Linked DNA regions of Mus musculus: region 1 is linked to region 2. Evidence: chromatin contacts called from public HiChIP or PLAC-seq data. All regions are on one chromosome and are shown on one strand. Each heading gives the region's core, a stretch centred on a gene start, on an enhancer-like site or on the middle of the called end of the contact. The rest is flanking DNA. Distances are from core to core; before and after follow the strand shown. Region 1 overlaps Nfe2l3 (nuclear factor, erythroid derived 2, like 3). Region 2 has its middle 9.7 kb from the start of Gm32403.

What was found. HiChIP or PLAC-seq counts read pairs in DNA pulled down with a chosen protein or histone mark.
Region 1: an H3K27ac HiChIP or PLAC-seq map of embryonic stem cells shows a contact between it and region 2, with 7 read pairs. The contact joins two enhancer-like sites. A contact is called at or near these places in 3 of 39 promoter capture datasets (all in embryonic stem cells), 2 of 15 datasets of contacts at CTCF or cohesin (pro-B cells and stem cell-derived epiblast-like cells), 71 of 484 Hi-C or Micro-C datasets (B cells, the C2C12 cell line, the CH12 cell line and 26 more), 9 of 115 datasets of contacts at active chromatin or transcription factors (cardiomyocytes, effector CD8 T cells, embryonic stem cells and 1 more) and 2 of 9 other capture datasets (embryonic stem cells and macrophages).

Annotation. Positions count from the first base shown.
Region 1 is chr6:51,435,919-51,440,199 of GRCm38.p6, reverse strand. All of the region lies in intron 1 of Nfe2l3 (nuclear factor, erythroid derived 2, like 3), which reads right to left. Among named protein-coding and RNA genes, the nearest start is that of Nfe2l3, 5.4 kb to the right of the region's middle. Within about 2 kb of position 2,304, at least 22 of the 459 cell types and tissues checked have an H3K27ac peak or open chromatin away from gene starts, as enhancers often do. A contact at or near this core is called in granulosa cells, where this site is marked.
Region 2 is chr6:51,214,609-51,219,533 of GRCm38.p6, reverse strand. No RefSeq gene overlaps it. Among named protein-coding and RNA genes, the nearest start is that of Gm32403, 9.7 kb to the right of the region's middle. Within about 2 kb of position 2,888, at least 48 of the 459 cell types and tissues checked have an H3K27ac peak or open chromatin away from gene starts, as enhancers often do. A contact at or near this core is called in granulosa cells, where this site is marked.

The DNA of each region.
Region 1 (4,281 bases), core at 1,055-3,554, 220 kb before region 2:
TAATAAATAAATTTTTAAAACTTCAATGTGAAATCTTGCCTTGAACAAAACAAAAGTGATATCTATCTATCTATCTATCTATCCATCTACTATTTGTGTGTGTGTGTGTGTGTGTGTGTGTGTGTGTGTGTGTGTGTGTGTGAGTGCATGTGGAAGTCAGGGGACAACTTGCAGGAATCGGTTCTCTCCTCTCATCATGAGGGTCCTAGGGACTGAACTCAGGTCCTCTTGTCTGATGTATTTACTTATTTGCAAGCTAGCTCCTTATCCTTCAGTCCATTCCACTGTCATCCAGGCAAATGTTACCTGAAATGTGGGACATCAGAGGATTTTTGAGAAATTGAGTTTCAACTTGAAAACACCTGCTTGGTCGGCTGACACACTATTTCTGACCCTCCCTCTCTTCTATCTGCCTCATACATCAAAGCAGCTCCTTGACTCTCTAAAGTTAGCAATCACATTCCACAGGCAGACTGACCTCAGCACCAACAGCCCAGTTCACAAAAGCAAGAGTTCTTCTATAGGAAGGGAAGGAGTCTGTTCAACAGGCTTCAGCAATCTCCTGGAGAGGATGAGGTTTCCTGGAGATTGGTCGAGGAACTCAGGGTTTCTATCAATACACAGGAACCAAGCAGAATCTTTAACATGCCCCTTATCCCGCACAAGAATGCGCCCAAAAGGACATTAATATTCCCTTCTCATCAATTTGGAAAGCCATGTTTGCAGAGGTCCTAAGAGGAGGTGGGGCTGAAGTGGTTTTATTTGTCAAGGCTTCTGGTGTCCATGGACTCAATTAACTGAACAGGCTATATGCTCTGTAGGAATTGATGGATGTAGGTATACCAGGCTATATGCTCTGTAGGAATTGACAGATGTGGGTATACCAGCTGACTTTCAGTATGATCAGTAATTGAGTAGTCACATCCAGTCAATTGAAAACCCTCAGAAACAACATTGAGGCTTCCAGGAGGGGAAAGCTGGCAGTATCCTGACCTCTGATGAGCTGTCGGAGTGTTCTACTGTCCCGCCGTCTGGATTTGCCAGTTCCTACAACTGTGTTGGCCAACTCCTTCATTTGTAGAAGTGTGTGTGTTTATTCATTCATACTCTGTGCTTTCTGTTTTCCCCGACAACTCCTGGCTGTGAAGATGGGAAGCCAGTTCTAGCCCTTGGAGGCTTCCCAAGGCACGGCCACATTGTGCCAGCCACCACCTGCTACTCAAGCACAACAATCGAGACACACGCCTCTGCCATCTCCAGCTGCCCAGAGGTGTATGAATTTTCCTAGATCCCTCATAGCTGCCTCTGCGGAGCCATTCCCACACGAGGCTGCCCTGAATGCCAGCAGCCTGTTTTTCCCTTTGAAATTTCCAAGTGGGTGGGTGAGTTGGGGGCATGGCTAACTCCGTGTTTAGGAACAGTAACCAGTTCTATTCCAGGCGAAGCCACTAACTTGCTCTATCAGTTTAGGCAGTCCCAAATCTTGCCACCTGGCCCAATTATAGTGACACTTGAAAGTTTGCTCTTCAATGACCTATTTGCACTCTAGTGGCCAGTGCAAAATGGTCAAGATCTCAGAGCTGACCTACTTTCTACTTGATGACCTGGCCTTGAAGGATCCGAAACTGTCACAGCCATGGCATCCACAAAGTACAAGCCCCAGCAGGGTGGCCCTGTAGATCCTCAGTTGCCACAGGGCAGATCCTGCAGTTCAAAGCAGAGGGTGCTCTGTGTTGGAAGAGGAGGTGTTTTGTGGATAGGTGGCAGTGGAGCCAGTCTGAGGATTTAACTGAACATGAGAGGAATGAAAGGCTGGCGTTCCGGGCAAAGATAAGGGAGGCAAATGTGATCCTGGGTTGTCTGGGGAAAAAGAGGGAAAGGCAGTTTGGGCTGGAAAGTAGGTCAGAGGCAGTTTGTTAGCAGGCTACTCCTTCAGCAAGGTCGGAGGGTGTCACAGTGGCCACACCTGGGGACCCTTGAATGACAAAATATGGAACAAGAAGGTAATGAGAAGCTGGTGGAGCCTCCTCAATGGAAGTAGGTGAAGTAGCGCCGGCAGCAGAACAAAGTGGGGGGTGGGAGGAACTCTGGGACCCTGGCTGGATGACTGATAGCGAACATGAAGGACCGACCATAGCTTACCATCTCGGGTCAGCTTGACTGGCACCCTGTCATTTATGCTCCCCAAGCCTGTTAGCACCCACTCTACAGGAAAGAGAACTCAGGATTCAGAAAGGGAGAAAGTAGGTGGCAGGTCACACATGCAATGGAGACAGCCTGGTTGGCTTGGCTTGGTTCCAGCACCTTGATTCCTAGACTGGCTTACCCGGAATCCTGAGCCCTGTGTACTGGATTCCTACTAAGTGAGCTAAGCAGGAAGACAGAAAGTGGGGAATAAATAAGTTCTCAACAGGACACAGCAAGCGCTGCCACGAACAGCCCCATGAACTGACTCACTCAGTTTCTAAGAGCTGCAGTAGAAGCAAGTAGAGTTGACAGAAGGGTGATAGGATAGACCTTGTCCTCTAAAATGTCCATTAACTTCTAAGCCCTAAGCCCTAAGAATGTAGCTATATTAGGAAACCTGGTCATTGCAAATGTAACTAGGTAACAAGAGAGCCTGGTGGGCCCTGGGTAACTGCCCTTCCTATAGAAAGAAAACATGCAGGGAGGAGTCATGAGAGGGGGGAGGCAGAGGCTGGGGAGCAGAAGCCACAGGATGCCAGCAAGCCCAGCAAACTACCAAAACTCTCTCCCATCAGTCAGCCCTTGGAAGCAATCAACCAGCTGATACCTGGCCTTGGCCTTCTTGTCTCTCAGTAGATTTCTACTGAAGCAGCCAGTTTGCGGATCCTGGTACAATGACCCATGACCAATGCCATTCTTTCCCACCTAAGGGGCCACAGTGTATCCTTACAATGTCCACCACTAGCAGAAGGAAACCCCAGTGTGAAAGCACACTGCCATGAACAGAGGCTACGTCTGCACCACAGCTTAGTGACTACTAAGTGTTTGTTTCCCACCTCTGACCAACTGCCTACCTGCTAGGTCTTTCTCTTCCTATTTTGGATTAAATATGGACTATAGTGAGTCTATGACCTGAAGGAACCATCCTAAAGGAAGTTGGGATGTTTGGTAGGATCGCTCACACAGCAGAGGGTTGCTGTCACAGGAGATGAAACCACAAGATGACCACAAGCTAACTCACTTCCCAATAGCTCTTTGAAACATATAGCTCTTTGATATATATATTCAACTCCACAAAACTGTTAATTTAATTTTTTATTATTTCTTTTGATGTGTACAGGTATCTGCATAGTGACATGCATGTATGTCTGCATACCCCGCATGTAATGCGGTACCTGCAGATCCTCTGGAAACGGTGTTACAGATGGTTGTTAGGCACTATGTGAGTGCCAGGACCCACTGCATCCTCTTTAAGGGCATGGAATGTATGCAGTGCTCTCGGAGGCAACAAGAAGGTGTTAGATTCGCCTGGAACTGGAATAACAGACAGTTGTAAGTCACTGTGTAGGTGCTGGGAATGGAACCAGGGACCTCTGGAAGAGCTGTAAGTGCTCTTAACTCCTGTACCATCTCTCCTGCCACCATAGCTTTATTTCTTGAGGATCCATCCTTCCCTGTGCTGAGCCTGGGCTTCGTCAGTTCTAAGTGAACAGCCATGGTTATAAAAGGTATCTGTCAGCTCTGGGGAATTCCAGGGTCTGTTTTCATAATTATTTGTCCGTCTAAGAAATGAAATCAAAGCAGTGCTTGCTTTTGATACTTTGAAAAATCCCCTATTCTAAAATGTTTTTGTATATGCATATAAAAGCTGTGAAAATTGTACTCTAAAACAAGACTCTTCTATGACTCAAATGTAAGTCACTGGAATTATCAGGTGTCGGCCATACGCATCCACTCCCTAATAAGCAAGCTGGGCATAGAGACAAGTCTGAAGGAGAACAATAAATGTTTTCAACTGCAGATTTCAAATATAGGGGGAAAGAACAAGGGCGACTCAGACACCCTGTTGGCACTTAACCCTTGCTTTTCCCCTCCAGGAAAACTTCACTCTCCCACTTGTAGTGAGCCCCTGGGACTTGGAGTGATTCGAAGGGCCCATGGGGAATGGCATTATGTCTCTAGCCCATTTCCCCCAGAGTCACGGTCTTCATTATGAATGCACAGCCCGCTTTTCCCCTCTTTCTGTGTGTTTGTGTATGTGATTTTTACCTAATGTGTTGAGGTGGTGTGCCTGCATGTCTGTCTGTGCACCCT
Region 2 (4,925 bases), core at 1,639-4,138:
ACCCTCGAGACTCCAGCCAGGACCTGGTCTCATAGAAAACTATATATTTTTTTAAAAAATTAAATCGAATTAGAAAACCAAAAGTCCAAGTGAGTGTTCTTCCTCCAAAGAAGAATTTGTGAGCAAAACCAACGGCCTTGTGGCAGGTTCTTCACCACATCTGACAAAGACTCTTCTCTTCCCAGAGGCTGCCCTTGGCCTCTCTGTGAGGGTTGAATGTATTTAATTAGAAGTAATTTTTGGAAATGAAGGAAAAATATTAAATTATCTGGTCCAGAGCAAAACAAAGGACCCTGATTTCAGCTATCCATCAAGAGTTGACATCGAGGGTAGTGCATTGCTGTAACTCAAATGAAAATATCCCACTTAAAAGCACAATGCCCTCATCCACGCCATCGTTATAGGAAACCATTAAGGCATTTGCTCAGCACTGTGTGCTGGGATCATGCTGTATAGTTATTTTGATTGCCCAGCAAACCCTGCTGAGGCAGGCCCTCCGCTACATCTTAAACCAAAGCGGAGAGAGGAGATTAAGTTACTTAGGTTTTCGAGAGAATAAATGAGTGGACCAGAGTGAGACCTCGGACGATAAAGGCAACTGTTTTAATCTACCCACCCATCACGTTAGAAATTTATTCACTGTATAAAACGTTACTTAATATGGGCCTAGACCTTGTATATGAATCACTGCTGTGGTTTGACAATGTTCCTTCTGAAAGGAAAGTGCTGAAATTTAGTCCCCATTAAAAGATTCTAAGAGACAGGATTTGCAAGGGCTGAGGCTCTGCCTTCATGAGGGAGTGGCTCTCCATCCTATGATTAAGAGTGTAGAATGTTATCTGAATGTGGGTATCCTATGAGGGAGTCAGGCCAGCTCTCTCTGGCCATGCAGCACCTTACAGCATTCCAGGACTCATTCAGGAACAGGGCCATCGCCAGATCAGCCCCTCAACCCGGACCTAGAACTACAAGCCAAAATAAACCTCTTTTCTTTATAATTTGTCCCGTCTGCTGGTATTGTGCTATCAGCAACACCAGACAGACTAAGGAAATTACACTGTTGGGTAAATTTTAAAAACCTCTGAAGAGTGCTAAAAGCCTCTAAAACGGCTAAGCCAATGTATCTGAAAAGAGAGGGCCTCACTGTGCTGTTCAGCAAAGCTGCAATGGCTGTAAGTCAGTCCACAGACTAAGGGCACTCCAGGGAGGAGGGCACGCAGGAATCTAGGTCCTCCTCAGCTCACTGAGTGGGTTCCAGTACCCCAGTGTAGAGAGGAGCAGATGAGGGAGCCAGGCTGTCTTCCTCAACGCTGGACCAAGTTACTGTGCTGTCCTTCAGCCCGTCTCTCCATGGGCATCACCCTGTGGCGTCTATGGCTGAAGCCAGACCCATTGCAGCCCTTGGTTCCCTTGCAGAGCACAGTCAGTCCCCTATTCCAAGACTGGCTTCAGTTTGATTTTCAGGTCTTTGTTTTGAATTTTGGATTAAAATGTTAGTGGTAGTTCTGTCCAATTTTTGCTTGGAATAGATGATATGTCACCTCATAAGTATGTTGTGGCCTCACATTTTCTTACCACCATATTATCTCCAAAGTCCTTGCATACATTGTTCATCTCATCTGCTTCTGGTGACAGAAGAATCTCTGATGGTCAAGGGGACCACTGTTCCTCCATTTCATTTGCTTAGGAAGCTGGGAAGCAAAACCTTCTGCTGAGGGAGGATACATCATGACGGCCCAGTCCCTGACCCTGCCTGTCACAAAGGATTGAAGTGGCGTGTGCCTTACCACTGGTACTGTTCTGGCCAAATGTCAAAGTCAAACCTCATCTTTTTCTTCCTGTCTTCTTTTATCCTCTTTGTGTCCCCCCTTCCTCCCCCTCCCTCTTCTCTCTCCCTCCCTCCCCCTCTTTGTCTTCCTTCCTTCCTTCCTTCCTTCCTTCCTTCCTTCCTTCCTTCCTTCCTTCCTTCCTTCCTTCCTTCTCTCTCTCTCTCTCTCTCTCTCTCTCTCTCTCTCTCTCTCTCTCTCTCCCTCCCTCCCTCCCTCCCTCCCTCCCTCCCTCCCTTCCTTCCTCCCTTCCTTTTTGAGACAGGGTTTCTCTGTATAGCCCTGATTGTCCTGGAACTCACTCTGAAGACCAGGCTAGCCTCAAACTCAGAAATCTGCCTGCCTCTGACTCCCAAGTGCTGGGCCACCACTGCCGGGCTCTTTCTTTCTTAATAATGGTGAATCAGTGATGGTCCTGGCTTCACCCTGTCTGGATTTGCGTAGGAGGGGGGAGGGAGGAGGGAGGGAGGGAAGGAGGGAGGGAGGAGGAAGGGAAGGATTGAGGGAGGGAGGGAAGGAGGGAGGGAGGGAGGGAGGAGGGAGGGAGGAAGGAGGGAGGGAGGAAGGAAGGAAGTTGAGACAGAGCTGCCATGCCTGAGTCTGAGCACGGGGTTAAGCTCTGCCATTCTTCATATGCAGAGAACTGGGTGCTGGGAGATCTTCACACCCTAATTTAGGTAGTAGGATTTATTTATTTATTTATTTATTTATTTATTTATTATCAGCCACAAGACAATTCTAAAACAAACGGTAAGAGAAGATGGAAGTGAACTTGAAATGGTGTGAAAGAGTTGTCACTAAATGTTCGGGACTATTAAATGACTTCCCTTGGTGGTAGTGGGCACAAGTGTAGAGTGTCACGGTCTTGCTCTTACATATTCATAAGACAGGATTGCCAGTGGAGCAAACAAACCTATGGCTGGCTCCAGACGGCTGGCTCCAGACGGGCACCAACAGCGACTTAACTTACTGATTGGTCAGAGCTCTGACTTCCACTTTGCATCCTTGGCTTCTGCAGACAACTTTGACCTCGTTCTGGAAGGAGGTCGCATTTGGCAGGCTTGCTGAGCTCCTTGTCAGAGCCTCTCTCAGGCTGGCTGCCAATAACCCTCCCAGTTACTGTGTTGTAAGTCTGAGGAAAGTTGTTTTGGGTCATCGCCCAGGGCCTGATGCCCCAGTTGTTGACACATATGTCACAATCTTTATATCGCTTTATAGAGCTAAAATTACACATCACGAGGAGTAGAGAATTTACTCTCTCTGCAGTTGTAGCAATTCTGTAGTCTGGAACCTTAAACGCAATGTTCCCTTTATAAATAAAAATTTAAAACCTTCATGTCTACTATGTTTGGAAAGGCAGAAATGGCTGGCCCCACTAACTTCTATCCTGTCTGTTTGACTTGCATAATTTGGGTGAGTTTCTGTTTCCTGAGAACACATGCCCTCATTAAATCTCTGGGCATTTGGATACTGCTAGAATTCCAATATGTTTAAAACAAAATCAAGCGTCACCTGTCCACATTGTGAATGTGACACTGCTGCCCACAGAACCTTGAGTTTTCCTGGGAGATTTTCATCCTTGTGTTTAAGGCAGCCTCTCACATGTTTTGTTTTGAAAAGTGTGACGTCCAATCAGAAAGGAGATGTGTATTTAGCAAGGAGGTAGAAGAAGGTTCCATAGGAACAGGGTGAGAGGGAAGAAAAAGAACAAAACAATCTCCATTAGCCTTTGCCGCAGGGTCTCGAGCTATTCTTAATCTTGACAGCAGGATTAATGAGGGGAAAACAGTCCCCAGAAGAAATGTGGTCAGAGGCGCTGACCTACCCTCCATCCCCTCACGCCAAGAGGGACCGAGTCTAGAGAAAATTTCCCCTGTGAGGGTTACTGGGAAAACAAGTCTTTGGATCTTGGTAAACACTCATCGACCTTGGGAGCAAGCAGCCTGGGGTCAAAGCATAACAGAGCCTCAAGGCTGAGGAAGAACCTTCTGGAAGGCTTCGGGAAGATCACCTATAACTTTATGAGACAACGTGGAGCCCTTACAAAGCTGTGCTGGGTAGAGCCAACCTATGGTCCGTGGCAGGCGGAGCCCTTTGTGGGCAGAGCCCTTCGAAGGCGGAGCTTCCAGCTGGGGCCCTGGGAAAGATGTCAGGAGAAAGCAGAACTTGGAAAGTCTTGGAGGAGATGGGTACAGGGGATAGGAGAGTGGGAAAGAGGTATTGGAATGACAGGAACGGGGAGTGTTGTAGTGAGTTGTAGCAGTTAAGATGCAAAATCTGCGGGCAATGGTAGTATACACCTTTAATCCCAGCGCTTGGGCGGCAGAGGCAGGTGGATTTCTGTGAGTTTGAGATCAGCCTGGTCTAGAGATCTAGTTCCAGGACAACCAGGGCTATACAAAGAAACCCTGTCTCAAAATAAATAAATAAATAAATAAATAAATAAATAAATAATTTTTTTTAAAAAAAAGGAAAAACTCTCTTCTGTATGCTCTTCTCACTTAGATTGTCTAGAACCCACCCTTCACAAAAGGTGGAAATGCTCAACAGAGACTGTACAGGACAAGAAAGCAGCCATTTCCCAGGCTAAGGTCAGACTCTCCTACATAAAAACATGCACATAAGGGCATGGCTTGTTTCTCTGAAGTCAGAGATGTGAGAAAATACACTGAAGGTGACTTCAAATCAGTACCTCCATAAAAATGTATTTTGTTTACAATTTATACACCCAATTCCTCATTGTCCATCAACATCTAAGTAGTGGGTAGATGCCTCAGTGATAGGAACACCTCACGTTATGAGCTGAACAGTCTCATGTCAACTTGATATAAGCTAGAGTCAGCAGAGAGGAGGGAGCCTCAACTGGGAACTGTAGATCAGGCTGTAGGCAAGCGTGTAAGTTGTTTTCTTAATTAGCGATTGATAGGGAAGGGCCCAGCCTATTGTCGTTGGGGTGGCCTTGGGTTGATGGTTCTGGGTCCTATAAGAAAGCAGGCCGAGCAGGCAGGAGAGCAAGCCAGCGAGCAGCACCCTCCATGGCCTCCGCATCAGCTCCTGCCTCCAGGACCCTGCCCTGTTCGAGTTCCTGTCCTGACTTCC